4 separate regions of the Mus musculus genome follow, and all the other regions are linked to region 2. Evidence: chromatin contacts called from public HiCAR-type and promoter capture Hi-C data. All regions are on one chromosome and are shown on one strand. Each heading gives the region's core, a stretch centred on a gene start, on an enhancer-like site or on the middle of the called end of the contact. The rest is flanking DNA. Distances are from core to core; before and after follow the strand shown. Region 1 holds the start of Grsf1 (G-rich RNA sequence binding factor 1). Region 2 holds the start of Mthfd2l (methylenetetrahydrofolate dehydrogenase (NADP+ dependent) 2-like). Region 3 holds the start of Dck (deoxycytidine kinase). Region 4 holds the start of Mob1b (MOB kinase activator 1B).

What was found. Promoter capture Hi-C pulls out the DNA fragments that hold promoters and counts their contacts. HiCAR-type assays count read pairs that join an accessible place to other places.
Region 1: a contact with region 2 is called in a HiCAR-type map of astrocytes, with 5 times the contacts expected there. The contact joins the promoter of Grsf1 here to the promoter of Mthfd2l in region 2. A contact is called at or near these places in 1 of 39 promoter capture datasets (hippocampal neurons) and 1 of 115 datasets of contacts at active chromatin or transcription factors (astrocytes).
Region 3: a HiCAR-type map of astrocytes shows a contact between it and region 2, with 2.4 times the contacts expected there. The contact joins the promoter of Dck here to the promoter of Mthfd2l in region 2. A contact is called at or near these places in 3 of 39 promoter capture datasets (the 3T3-L1 cell line, hippocampal neurons and pre-B cells) and 1 of 115 datasets of contacts at active chromatin or transcription factors (astrocytes).
Region 4: a promoter capture Hi-C map of pre-B cells shows a contact between it and region 2, with 5 times the contacts expected there. The contact joins the promoter of Mob1b here to the promoter of Mthfd2l in region 2. A contact is called at or near these places in 3 of 39 promoter capture datasets (embryonic stem cells, hippocampal neurons and pre-B cells) and 1 of 115 datasets of contacts at active chromatin or transcription factors (embryonic forebrain).

Annotation. Positions count from the first base shown.
Region 1 is chr5:88,674,788-88,677,487 of GRCm38.p6, reverse strand. It overlaps Grsf1 (G-rich RNA sequence binding factor 1), which reads left to right and starts at 1,317. Exons shown (of 10, transcript NM_178700.5): 1 at 1,317-1,730. The coding sequence starts at 1,377.
Region 2 is chr5:90,929,876-90,932,620 of GRCm38.p6, reverse strand. Mthfd2l (methylenetetrahydrofolate dehydrogenase (NADP+ dependent) 2-like) reads right to left here and starts at 1,425. Exons shown (of 8, transcript NM_026788.1): 1 at 1,188-1,425. The coding sequence starts at 1,303.
Region 3 is chr5:88,763,652-88,766,351 of GRCm38.p6, reverse strand. Dck (deoxycytidine kinase) reads right to left here and starts at 1,339. Exons shown (of 7, transcript NM_007832.4): 1 at 1,006-1,339. The coding sequence starts at 1,096.
Region 4 is chr5:88,719,540-88,722,239 of GRCm38.p6, reverse strand. Mob1b (MOB kinase activator 1B) reads right to left here and starts at 1,369. Exons shown (of 6, transcript NM_026735.2): 1 at 1,119-1,369. The coding sequence starts at 1,132.

The sequences.
Region 1 (2,700 bases), core at 68-2,567, 2.3 Mb after region 2:
GAAGAAAAGAGGAAGAACCTCTTCTACACATCTCGGGTATAAAAGGAACAAGCCGGTCAGGTTTTCTATTCTTTCCTTCTTGGACAGAAATATGTTTTCATTTGTGAAATACCTGGTTTTCTTAAATCTAAAAGGAGTCCAGAGTAAACAAGCCAAAGTTTAAGCCCAACCATCTTAAATGTCTCAAAGGTAACTTATCAGAACGTAACCTTTCAAAAGTCTGTACTGGGGCTGGAGAGATGGCTTATGGGTCTAGAGTGCTGGCTGCTCTTTCAGAGGACCCAGGTTCAACTCCCACCACCTGCATGATGGCTCACTGCTGTCTCTAACTCCAGGGCCAGGGGATCCGATGCCCTTGTCTGGTCTCCGTGGCCACACCCATATATTAATACATTAAACTAATAATAAAAAAGTCCGTATTGTTTTAAGATGAATACCATAGGATGACTGCCATTACATAGTTAACTTAAAAAAAAAAGTTTTAGAGCTGGCACTGGGATAAAGGTGAAACAGTGGAAAATGTAGGCGGTTTCTTTACTTCTGGAAGTTGAACAAGAATTGAATTTCAAAAACTTTGAAATATGTTAAGATTTTCCACGATAGAGAGCCCTATATTGGTCTCCTCACCCCCACGAGGAGGTTGGGGTGATCTAAGCGATTACCCTGCCACGGAACTACACTACCCAGTCACAGAGATGCCTCCTAACCCCACCCCCGCCACAACCAATCAGCCTCTCCTTCATATTTTTACTCTAAGAACTCCCATTTGTCTTTAGTTTTTTATTTTTATTTTTTTACCTTTGACAGGTCCTTGCCACATAGGAGAAAACTGCACAACCACTCATGTATTTATTTGCAAATCTCTACACCTTCACTTGTGACTATATTGTCTAAGGAAGGCTTTATTTTATATAATATATGATAAATATTATATACATATCTCACATATACTATAAAATCAGTGCTTCCGTTCAAAACAAAGTTGGCCTTCTGCACGAATTTTGAGGTTGGGGTATCAACGCCCCCTCAGCGTCGTCCCAAAACGTTTTAGAGCTAGGTAACCCATTCCTTCCGGAAACTTCGCCGGGCCTCGGTGACCCGCAGACCTCAGCTCTAACCTGAGCAGGAGAGCCTGGGACAACTTCCACTCTGGAGGCGCTCAGGTCACCCCACCCACACCCTTACCGGCGGGAAAGCCCCGCCCCGAGGGCGGAGCCTGGGCGGGGCCGCTCGCTCACCTCCGCCTCCGAGCCTCGTCTCAGCCCCGGGTGCGCGCGGCGCATGTGCCCGGTGCCCCCTCCCCCGCCCTGGATTCCACTTCCCCTCCGCTCGCGCCACAGCGGCCACCTCCAGGCCCCGCGCCGCCTCCGGAGCCGATGGCCGGGACGCGCTGGGTGCTAGGCGCGTTGCTCCGGGGCTGCGGCTGCAACTGCAGCAGCTGCCGGCGGACCGGCGCCGCCTGCCTGCCTTTCTACTCCGCCGCCGGCACCTTCCCGTCGGGCGTCTCTGGCCGCCGCCGCCTGCTGCTACTCCTCGGGGCCGCCGCGGCCGCCGCTTCGCAGACGCGGGGCCTGCAGCTCGGGCCTGCGGCCGCCGGGAGGCTGGCGGGTCCCATCCCTGCCCGTCCCTCCGCCGCCGCGGCCGCCGCCGCGTCCTACTCGGCCCTGCGCGCCCCGCTGTTTCCGCGATCGCTGGCAGCCGCCGCGGGCCCGGCGCGGGGTTACAGTCAGGTACGTGGCGCCGCGCGCGGGACCCTCGGCGGCCGCGCGCCCGCGTCGGTCTGTCCGCGAGCGCCCCGCGTGCGCGCCCGGGGATCCGCGGCACGCACCGCACCCCCGCCTCCCTCCCGCTCCGTCCTCCTATTGGGCACGGGAACAAGGGACGCTCTCACGGCCCCGGCTCTTCTTGTTTTGTTCCCTCCGAGTCTGGGCGGTTGGGCAGTGTAAGTGTGGCTGGGGTGAATGTAGAGGCCTTGTTTCCCGCCGGGCCCATGGTAGGTTTTGGGGGCGCCGCCGACGCCCCCCACCCCGACTCCCCCCTAGCCTTATGCCCGCTGGAGGTGAAGCTGAGCGGCCAGAGCCCGCGGAGGGTCGGGGCCGGCCGTGCGTGCGGTGGGAGCGGTAGGCCGGGCGGCTCGGGCCTCCTCGGCCGGCCACCGACGCGCAGCCCCGCGCGCACGGGAGCGTGGGCTAGCCTGGGACAGCCCCCGCGCGTCCCTCTCCCTTGTCCGCGGGGAGAGGCGGGCGGTCCACCTGACTGAAGGTCACCTCTGCAAGTCCACTCGCCTTGACAGAAGGACCTTTGGTGCAGCGGGGCTCTGCGGACGCGGAGAGCTGTGGGGAGACCGTGGGAAACTGGGAGAGAACGTGTGTGTGTGGGGCGGGGGCGTCCGTGGGTGAGGACTTGGGGGCTTCGGTTGTCACTCCACGATCTTTTCCCTTGTTTCCCGTCTTTTCAGAAAGACATTGTAAGAATTCATATTGCAAATATTTGGTCCTCTGTATATGTGGGACATTTCTCTTTTGCGGTTTATGTGGCATCTGGGAAGTGTCTACCTAACCTGGTAACGCCACTGGCCATGTTTATCTTAATTTAGTTTTGCGTCTGCTTGAATTAGTGATATCTGGGTGGTTCATCTGCATGGCTGATGTCTGCCAGTAGCTGAGCTAATTGATTTGAATCCCGGCCCAATACTTTCTG
Region 2 (2,745 bases), core at 176-2,675:
GTTTGAAAGAAATAGTCTTCCAAAACAGACTGCACCTTTAATTCTAAGGTATCAGAGTTCAAACCCAAGGCCTGCCACCAGACCAAACTACAAATTGCAAGATGGGAAGTTTCTATGAATGGATGGATATCTATGTGTTTGTGGGTGTGGAGCATGTGGCTACAACCAAATACTGAGGTTGTAACTGTTGTTTCAGTAGGAATTAGGCAAGGAGCAAATGGGGAGATGGAGACATCGAACTGATGAAGGGACATTAATCAACTTATACACTAACAAAAAAATTACCATTATTCTAGAGGGAAGCACTAAAAACTTGAAATTCCAAGGATAATGATTTAAATAGGATACTCTTGGTAGACAACCCCTTCAAGTCTGGATTGCAAACAGAACCCTTACAAATCTGTTCTTCCAAGGGAGGAGAGCACTCTGGCTAAACAGCAAATCCCAACGCTGCTACTACAGGCCAACAGTGTACAGCAATAGAATTCCGAAGCTGTATCATTTACCACACATCCTCTTCTATAGACCTAGTCACTACAAACCATCTCCGAAGTTAAGACTACAGAAAGAACTTTAAATTTCAGTGACTCAAAACTAAGATCCAAATACGTATGATGGGGAGTTAATTTAAATCACACAGCACCTATGGGCACAGCCTCACTGTACTTTTCCTTGAGGACACAAAGTGACTATAAACCGTCAAGCGAGAGTCTCCAGCCACCTAAGAAGCACTGGAAGTTTACAAATGAGTTTTTCTGAACTCGAAGGCCCTGGGCAAGACACTATGCATTGCTGTTGTTCCATAGGTTGGATTCCCCAGCAGACAAGGGACGCTGCGGCAGCGTGGCCTGTTCCTGGGCACCACGGTGTCTTTTCATTGTCCCGGGCAGCAACCAAATCCGAAGGCTGCCAAGCGCCCTACAAGCGGAGAGGCCAGCCTGGACTGCATGCAGTTTAAGGAAACTGTAAGACATTCCGAGGTGGGAAAGATTACAGCAAGCCGGTGACAAAGGACTAAAGAAACAGAAACGCTGGACTACAGGTCTGCACAGCGCCTACTCCTCCTCGCACAAGAACAGTCTGAACAAAGCCGCGGCCCATTGCCTGAGCGCCTCGCACCGCGGCCACCCCGGGCCTCCGCAGGCCCCGCCGCCGCCCAGCGCGCGGCCCCTGCCCGCAGCTCCTACCTCCGGCCGCTGCTCCCGAAGCCGCGCCACGCGCGCTCGGCGACGCCCGGGGCTCGCACAGGCCCTCGGCCCAGACGGCCCCGGAGCAGCGAGAAGCCGCGGGCCCGCGTCGCCATGCCTCGCCGTCCGCCTCCGGGGGTCCCGCGGTCAGCTCAGCGACACGCCCGGGGCCCTCAGCAGGGTTCCGGGGCGCGGGGCGGGGCCGAGCCCCGAGAAGGCAGAGGCGGCACCGCTGGTGGCCGCGGGGTGGCGGGCGACTTGGCTCCAACCCGTGCACGCTGTCGCCACGGGAGCACAGGGAAGTCCTCGGCCGTTCTTGCAGGCAGCAAGGCCCCCTTGTGCCCCAGGCCCAGCTCTAGTCCCTGGTCTCGTTTCCATGGTTACAGGGAGGGCAGCTTGGAGCAGTAAAGTTGTTGCAGGTCTTTGCTTTTCACTCCCTGTGCGACCTTAAGATGCATTGAAAAAGAAACTCAAGGAGAGGAAGAAACAAAGATGTCCTTGGGATTTCTATCAGTCTTCAGCATCCTTGACACTTCCAGAAGATCCTAGAGTTTGTGGAACCTTAAAGCAGAGGGAGTTTGCAATGAGAAAGCAAAAATCATCTGCAAAGCTAACAGGAAATATTCCTCCCAAGGTCAAGCTGTGGCAGTGATGCGAGGGGCAAGAGCTGTTTAGACTACTGTCTGACTGAGGAAACTAGTTATGGAAAGTCCCAGATGTTAGAGAGCTTGTTCTGTGAAAAAACCATCAAGAACAGTGGTGCAATGTCTGTCTGGTAGAAGGCATTTAATCACAGAAAGAAAACATAGAAGAAAATCTTGGCATCGAGACTTTTTATGTAACACTTTATCATAGTGTATAAAAAAAATTTAAATTTCTGCTGTGGGGGAAAAATAAACCTGTTAAGAGAATGAAAAGGCAAGGAAAAAGTTTCGTTGAGGGGTGGGTGTTTGTAAAATACTTGTTGTGAACTTGTACCCCAAATATACAAGTGTAGTCTCCCCTCCCCCAGCCTGAAACCTGCTTGCTCAGGGGTGGAGCTTCCTGCTCATTCGTTCTGCCACGCCCACTGCTGGAACCTGAGGAGCCACACACGTGCACCTTTCTACTGGACCCGAGATTATTCGGCGGGAATCGGGTCCCCTCCCCCTTCCTTCATAACTAGTGTCGCAACAATAAAATTTGAGCCTTGATCAGAGTAACTGTCTTGGCTACATTCTTTTCTCTCGCCACCTAGCCCCTCTTCTCTTCCAGGTTTCCAAAATGCCTTTTCAGGCTAGAACCCAGGTTGTGGTCTGCTGGCCGGACACAACAATTGGTGAACCAACTCGGGACTGAGAAACGGCAAAGGATTTTTGGAAGAGACGCTGCTGGTTCGGAGCTCCATAAAATAAAGGATAAGGGAAATTCATACCGGAGAAGGTATGGGCTAAGCTGAGACAGCGTTAAACCCGAGCGCTGGTTCACTTAGGTTCAGCAGTGAGGAGCTGGGTAATAGGCGGTAGGCCGTAGCTCTCCGAAGCTACATGAGGTGTGAGAAAAGAAAGGGTTTATTAAA
Region 3 (2,700 bases), core at 90-2,589, 2.2 Mb after region 2:
CTCAACCTGCAGGCACAAACCTAACAGCTGTGCCAAAACAGGAAGCGTCGGTTGGTTCCCAGTGGTAGGAAATGTAAAAGAATGGGCAATTCAAGCTCACCTTGCAAAATGACATGCACAGTGTAGCTCCCCCAGTAAGGTTAAGGGCAGAAACTCTAAGAGTCTTTAAGCCAAAACTCAGTGCTTACCTGTACGTGGGAAAGGGAATAAAACATTGCACACTATCAAACTCATTACCTGCTTTCCTCATATGTGTAGCGTAGTGTTAGGGATTGCTACAAACGCCAACCCAAATGGTGACAACAAAGATGTGCTATATACCACTCATTGTAATATTACTTTCTTTTTTTTTTTTTTTTTAAAGTATTACACTGGGCCAGGCGTGGTGGTGTATTCTTTTAATTCCAGCACACAGGAGGCAGAGGCAGGCGAATCGCTAGAGAGTTCAAGGCCAACATTGTGAGTTCCAAGACAGGCAGGTCTCAAAAGTGAGACCGTCTCAAAAAAAAAAAAAAAAACAGAACAAGAAATAAAGTTCTGCAGAAATAAACAGCATGGGTGAGTTTTAAAGGCACTCTAGTATACTAAGCAAGACACAGAAAACAAGACACTCTGGTTTTGTTTAGGACATCATGGGAAAACAAAACTGGCAGGGATTAAAACAGAAGCAGGTCAGGGCTTGTAAGGGGATGGGAAGGGAGAAAGAGCTGACTACAAAGAAGCGCAAAGGGAACTGGGGATGTAAATGATGAAAACGGTCTCAATTTTGCGGTAAAACCGCAAGTCAGTGAAGCCTACCTGAAGAGCACACCTAAAAAGGGGTTCGCATACCTAAGTTACATCTCAAGAAAAAACAGTTCCCAACAAAGGGTGCACACTGGTCCAGAGCGCGCCTCACAAAGCCCCCGCTGGCGCCGGGCCAGACGAGCCACCGCGCCGGCGCGAGCAGGGCAGCAGGGAAGGATCCTGGGGCACCAGCACAGCACCGCACCGGGGACACCTTACCGATGTTCCCCTCGATGGAGATCTTCTTGATGCGGGTCCCCTCGGAGCTGGTCGAGGGAGAAGGGCAGAACCTCTTAGGTGGGGTGGCCATGCCTAGCTCCAGACGGCTCGGGTGCGGAACCTGCAGGGACACGGCGGCACGGGCGGCTCCGGGTTGCAGCGTCAATCTCGCGCCGGCGGGACCCGCACTTTGACTTTGGCGCGCGGAGGCGCAGGCGATTGGGCAGACCGTGGAGAACCCGCCCTGACGGCCCCGACTCCCACCCTATACGCCTCGCCCTCGCGGGATCTGCATGTCTGTGGTTCCTCCGGGCGGGCCGGGCGTCCCAGGAGCGCAGGGTAGGGGGCGGGGCTTGTGAGGAGAACCCTGAGAGAGCCGGGCGACTGACCGTGCGCGACGAGCTGTGAGCCGGAGGGGGCGGGGCCTGCGGGATGAGCAGTGGGAGGGCGGGGGGCGGGCCTTGCGCAATGAGCTCATTCGAGGGCAGGGGCGGAGCTTGAGCGAAGCGCCTAGGGAAGAGTAGGGTCAGGCTTTTCTGGACCAGCCCTTTGGGATCCTGTCAGGCTTCGTGGTTTGAACTTTTCCGGGAAGAAAAGTAAGAACTAGTAATTTCAAACTAAGAGCCTCAGTAGGTGTCTCTCACAGAAAACGTGTAGCTGTCCGTCACTGTCTTAAGAGTTATTTCGTTAACCAGCGATCTAGTACCATCCACCATACAGGATAGTGCCTAGAATGAAAGGAAGGGAGGGAGTGGCTACTGGTTTAAAGTCTGGGACCAGAAGTGAGACTGGAAACTGGCATCATAACACCCAAGGTCTCCACTTTAATTTGCATGCTACACCGTGCTGTTTATAAAGTTACCTAACACTAGGTATGTTTCTCAGCAGCATGGCTATGACTTAACATTGCATGTCCATGGCCTAACATGTAATTAATGTTTAAAGTCATATACACATGTTTATACATAGAGATGTACTCTGCACACACACACACACACACAGCATTCTGCTAGGTTGAGCTAGAGAGAGGTGCTATTTAATCAGGGTATAGACCTGGTAAAAAGATTACCCATCTGGAAGTCAGATTCAAATTATCTACAAAAACAAAGGAACTTATTTTTTTTTTAGCGTGTAACTATCATTTGACCTAAAATATGTCCTAAAAATGGACCTAGCAGCGGAGAAATGACGACTTCTACAAAAAAAGGAGCAGGTATTAAAGTGAGTTGTTGGACTGGCTGGATTTAAGGCCCACTCCATGAGATGTAACACATATCTGACACTGCTCAGGTGGCAATCCAAATACTGTTCTGCTACAATAACTGAACAATAAAATGATACCTAGTGATATCCTATAGGTCAGTATCTCTTGTAGCCAGCATCAGAGATGCTTCTTTCTGCAGAACCAAACCCACAAAGGCATAAAGTGCAGAGAGGGAGACCTTGGCATACTCTGCTTTAAATGGGATGTCTCCACCAAAGCCCTCTCCTCAGGGCTCTGGGAACCTTATGGAAAACGATGGGGAAAGTCTAGGAGTCAGAGGCAATGGAGGACACCAAGGACACAAGGCCTTCTAAACCCACCATGACCAACACACACATGAATTCACAGTGAGGCAGCATGCATGTTCCCTGCATAAAGCTAAGCCAGTTGGGGTCCTAGAGCTGAAAAAGTGGACACATGGCTCTGACCCT
Region 4 (2,700 bases), core at 120-2,619, 2.2 Mb after region 2:
GAAATGCAGAAATAGACACTGGGGTCCATGACCCAGGTAGCACACTGGGACCTGAGAAGCAGCCAGCACCCCCAACCCCACCCCGACAGCACCAAGTGGACAGGGAGGCAGGGCACCCCAACAGAACATGAGGGTAGGGAGCAGTGTTCCCCCCACCCCCGCCCTCTGACAGCACCAGGAGGATGGAAAGGCAGGGTCCGACAGCACCAGGAGGACAAGGAGGCACGGCCCTGAGAGCAAGCACCAGGAGGAAGGGGAGACGGGGAAGGGCAGCTCCAAGACAGGGAAGCAGAGCCGGGCAGCACCGAGGACTAGAAGGCAGGGACGGGCAACACAAGGAGGACAGGGAGGCAGGGCTCCCAGACAGCACCCGGAGGACGGGGAGGAAGGACCGGGCAGCACCAGGAGGACCGGGAGGCAGAGCCGGGCAGCACACGGAGGACGGGGAAACAGGGCCGGGCAGCACCCGGAGGACGCAGAAGCAGGGCCCGGCAATAGCAGGAGGACGGGGAGGAAGGGCTGGGCAGCACCAAGAGGACCGGGAGGCAGGGCCGGGCAGCACACGGAGGACAGGGAAGCAGGGCCGGGCAGCACTCGGAGGACGGAGAGGCGGGGCTCGGCAATAGCAGGAGGACGGGGAAGCAGGGCCGGGCAGCACCAGGAGGACGGAGAGGCAGAGCCGGGCAGCACCAGGAGGACGGGGAGGCAGAGCCGGGCAGCACCAGGAGGACGGGGAGGCTGGGTCGGGCAGCACCAGGAGGACGGGGAGGCAGAGCCGGGCAGCACTAGGAGGACGGGGAGGCAGAGCCGGGCAGCACCAGGAGGACGGGGAGGCAGAGCCGGGCAGCACCAGGAGGACGGGGAGGCAGAGCCAGGCAGTACGGAAGACTAGAAGGCAGGGACCGGCAACACCAGGAGGATGGAGAGGCAAGGCTCCCCGACAGCACCAGGAAGATGGGGAGGCAAGGGCCGGGCAGCACCAGGAGGACGAGGAGGCAGGGCCCCGAGAGCACCCGGAGGACGAGGAGGCAGGGCCGGCCAGCACCCCGAGGTCGGGGCCTCTGGAGCCCGGGGCCCAGGGGGCGGCGGAACAAAGCCGGCGCTACTGGACTACTTACAACAAGAAGCTCATGTCGGCCGCGGCGTGGGCTGCGGGCTCGGCTGAGCGAAGCCTGGGGCGGCGGGCTTGAATCAGAGAAAAGGTGGCGGAGGGGGAAGGACGCGCGCCGGCGGCGGAGCGGCCGCGACTTCTCCGGCTTCGCTACTTGCCGCGGCCGGCTGAGGGGCGGAAGTGGAAGGCCAGGACTCGGCAGGCTCACCGGACTGGAAGCAGAGCGGCCGAGGAAGCACCGCCCGCCGCGTCCTCCTCGCAGCCCCGCGCTCCCGCGCCGAAGTCTCGCGAGAGCGAGCTCTGGCGCCCCGCCCACATTAGGATTACCTTCGGGTCACCTCTGCCTCCCGCACAGTCCAGCTGAGAGCTTGCCCGAGCACGTGACCTGGGGGGTTCGGAGCCCAGCGGGGAAGTGGACCTCCGTTCCAGGACGCCTGGGTCTCATGGATAGGGAGGGAGTCGCCATCAGAGAGGACAGCGGAAGGCCTTGGACTCGCTTTCTGTGCTCTGATTTAGGCAAGCACCCCACGAACTGAGAGCCACATCCCCAGTCCCTCTACGCCGCCCGCACTTAAAAAAAAAAAAAAAAAGTTTTTCTGCTTGTAACGACTTGGGGGGAGATGGAATTTTGGGAAAGGGAAATAAATGTTTTAGGAGGTAAGATCTTTATTTGAACAAGCTAGCTGTCTAGGGAAACGGAGGGAGCCCAGGAGAGCTGAGGACCAGATTCCCTGAGGCAGGGACGCTGGTTATCCATGGCCATACGGATTAACTAGTTGTGGAGTCCCTTCGAAGAACTGATGCCCAAAACGCTGGGAATTATTCAGCCAGGCGCTCGAAGGAACTTTAGTTCTCACCTGCTTAAGAGGCTGAGGGCAAAGCTTTATGTTTAAAGACTGTTTGATGGCTCCTGAGATGATTCAGCCAGTAAAGGAACTTGCCACCAAGCCTGATCGCCTGGAACCCACGCGGTAAAGAGAACCAGTTCCCACAAGTTGTCCTCTCATTTCCACACAAATTAAATAAATAGATAGTGCGTGGTGGTGCTTGCCTGAATCGCTATACCTCAGAGATGGAGGCAAAAGGATCACAAGTTTGGAGTAAGCCAAGACAGCACAGGAAGTTGTTTGTTTGTGTGTTTGTTTGTTTGTTTGTTTGTTTTTACCATAGGAGACAGTGGTATTCTTTACTCGCACCTGATGCTGAATCGAGGAATTTAAGTGGAACAGTGTGCAGATAGTAGCCCAACTTGAGCTTAGCGTTCCAAAAGACAGAGGATTCCTGAAAGTGATGCAAATATTCAATTTATCCGATTTCATTTCTACACCAGTAGTCAGCCGCGTTGGCTAAATGGTTTTAAAAACCTAAATGCAAGAAACCCGAACCTTCTATTATCTCAGGAACAGCAAATAATAACGTGAAAAGACAGCTTCAAAAGCCTTTAAGCCCAGAACTGGGAAGGCAGAGGTAGGCAGATCTGTGTGAGTCTAAGGCCAGCCTGATTTACATATGGAATTCCAAGCCAACCAGAAATAACATAGTGAGCTGCTGTCTAAAAAAATCAAAAATAAAAAAAATAAAACAGACAG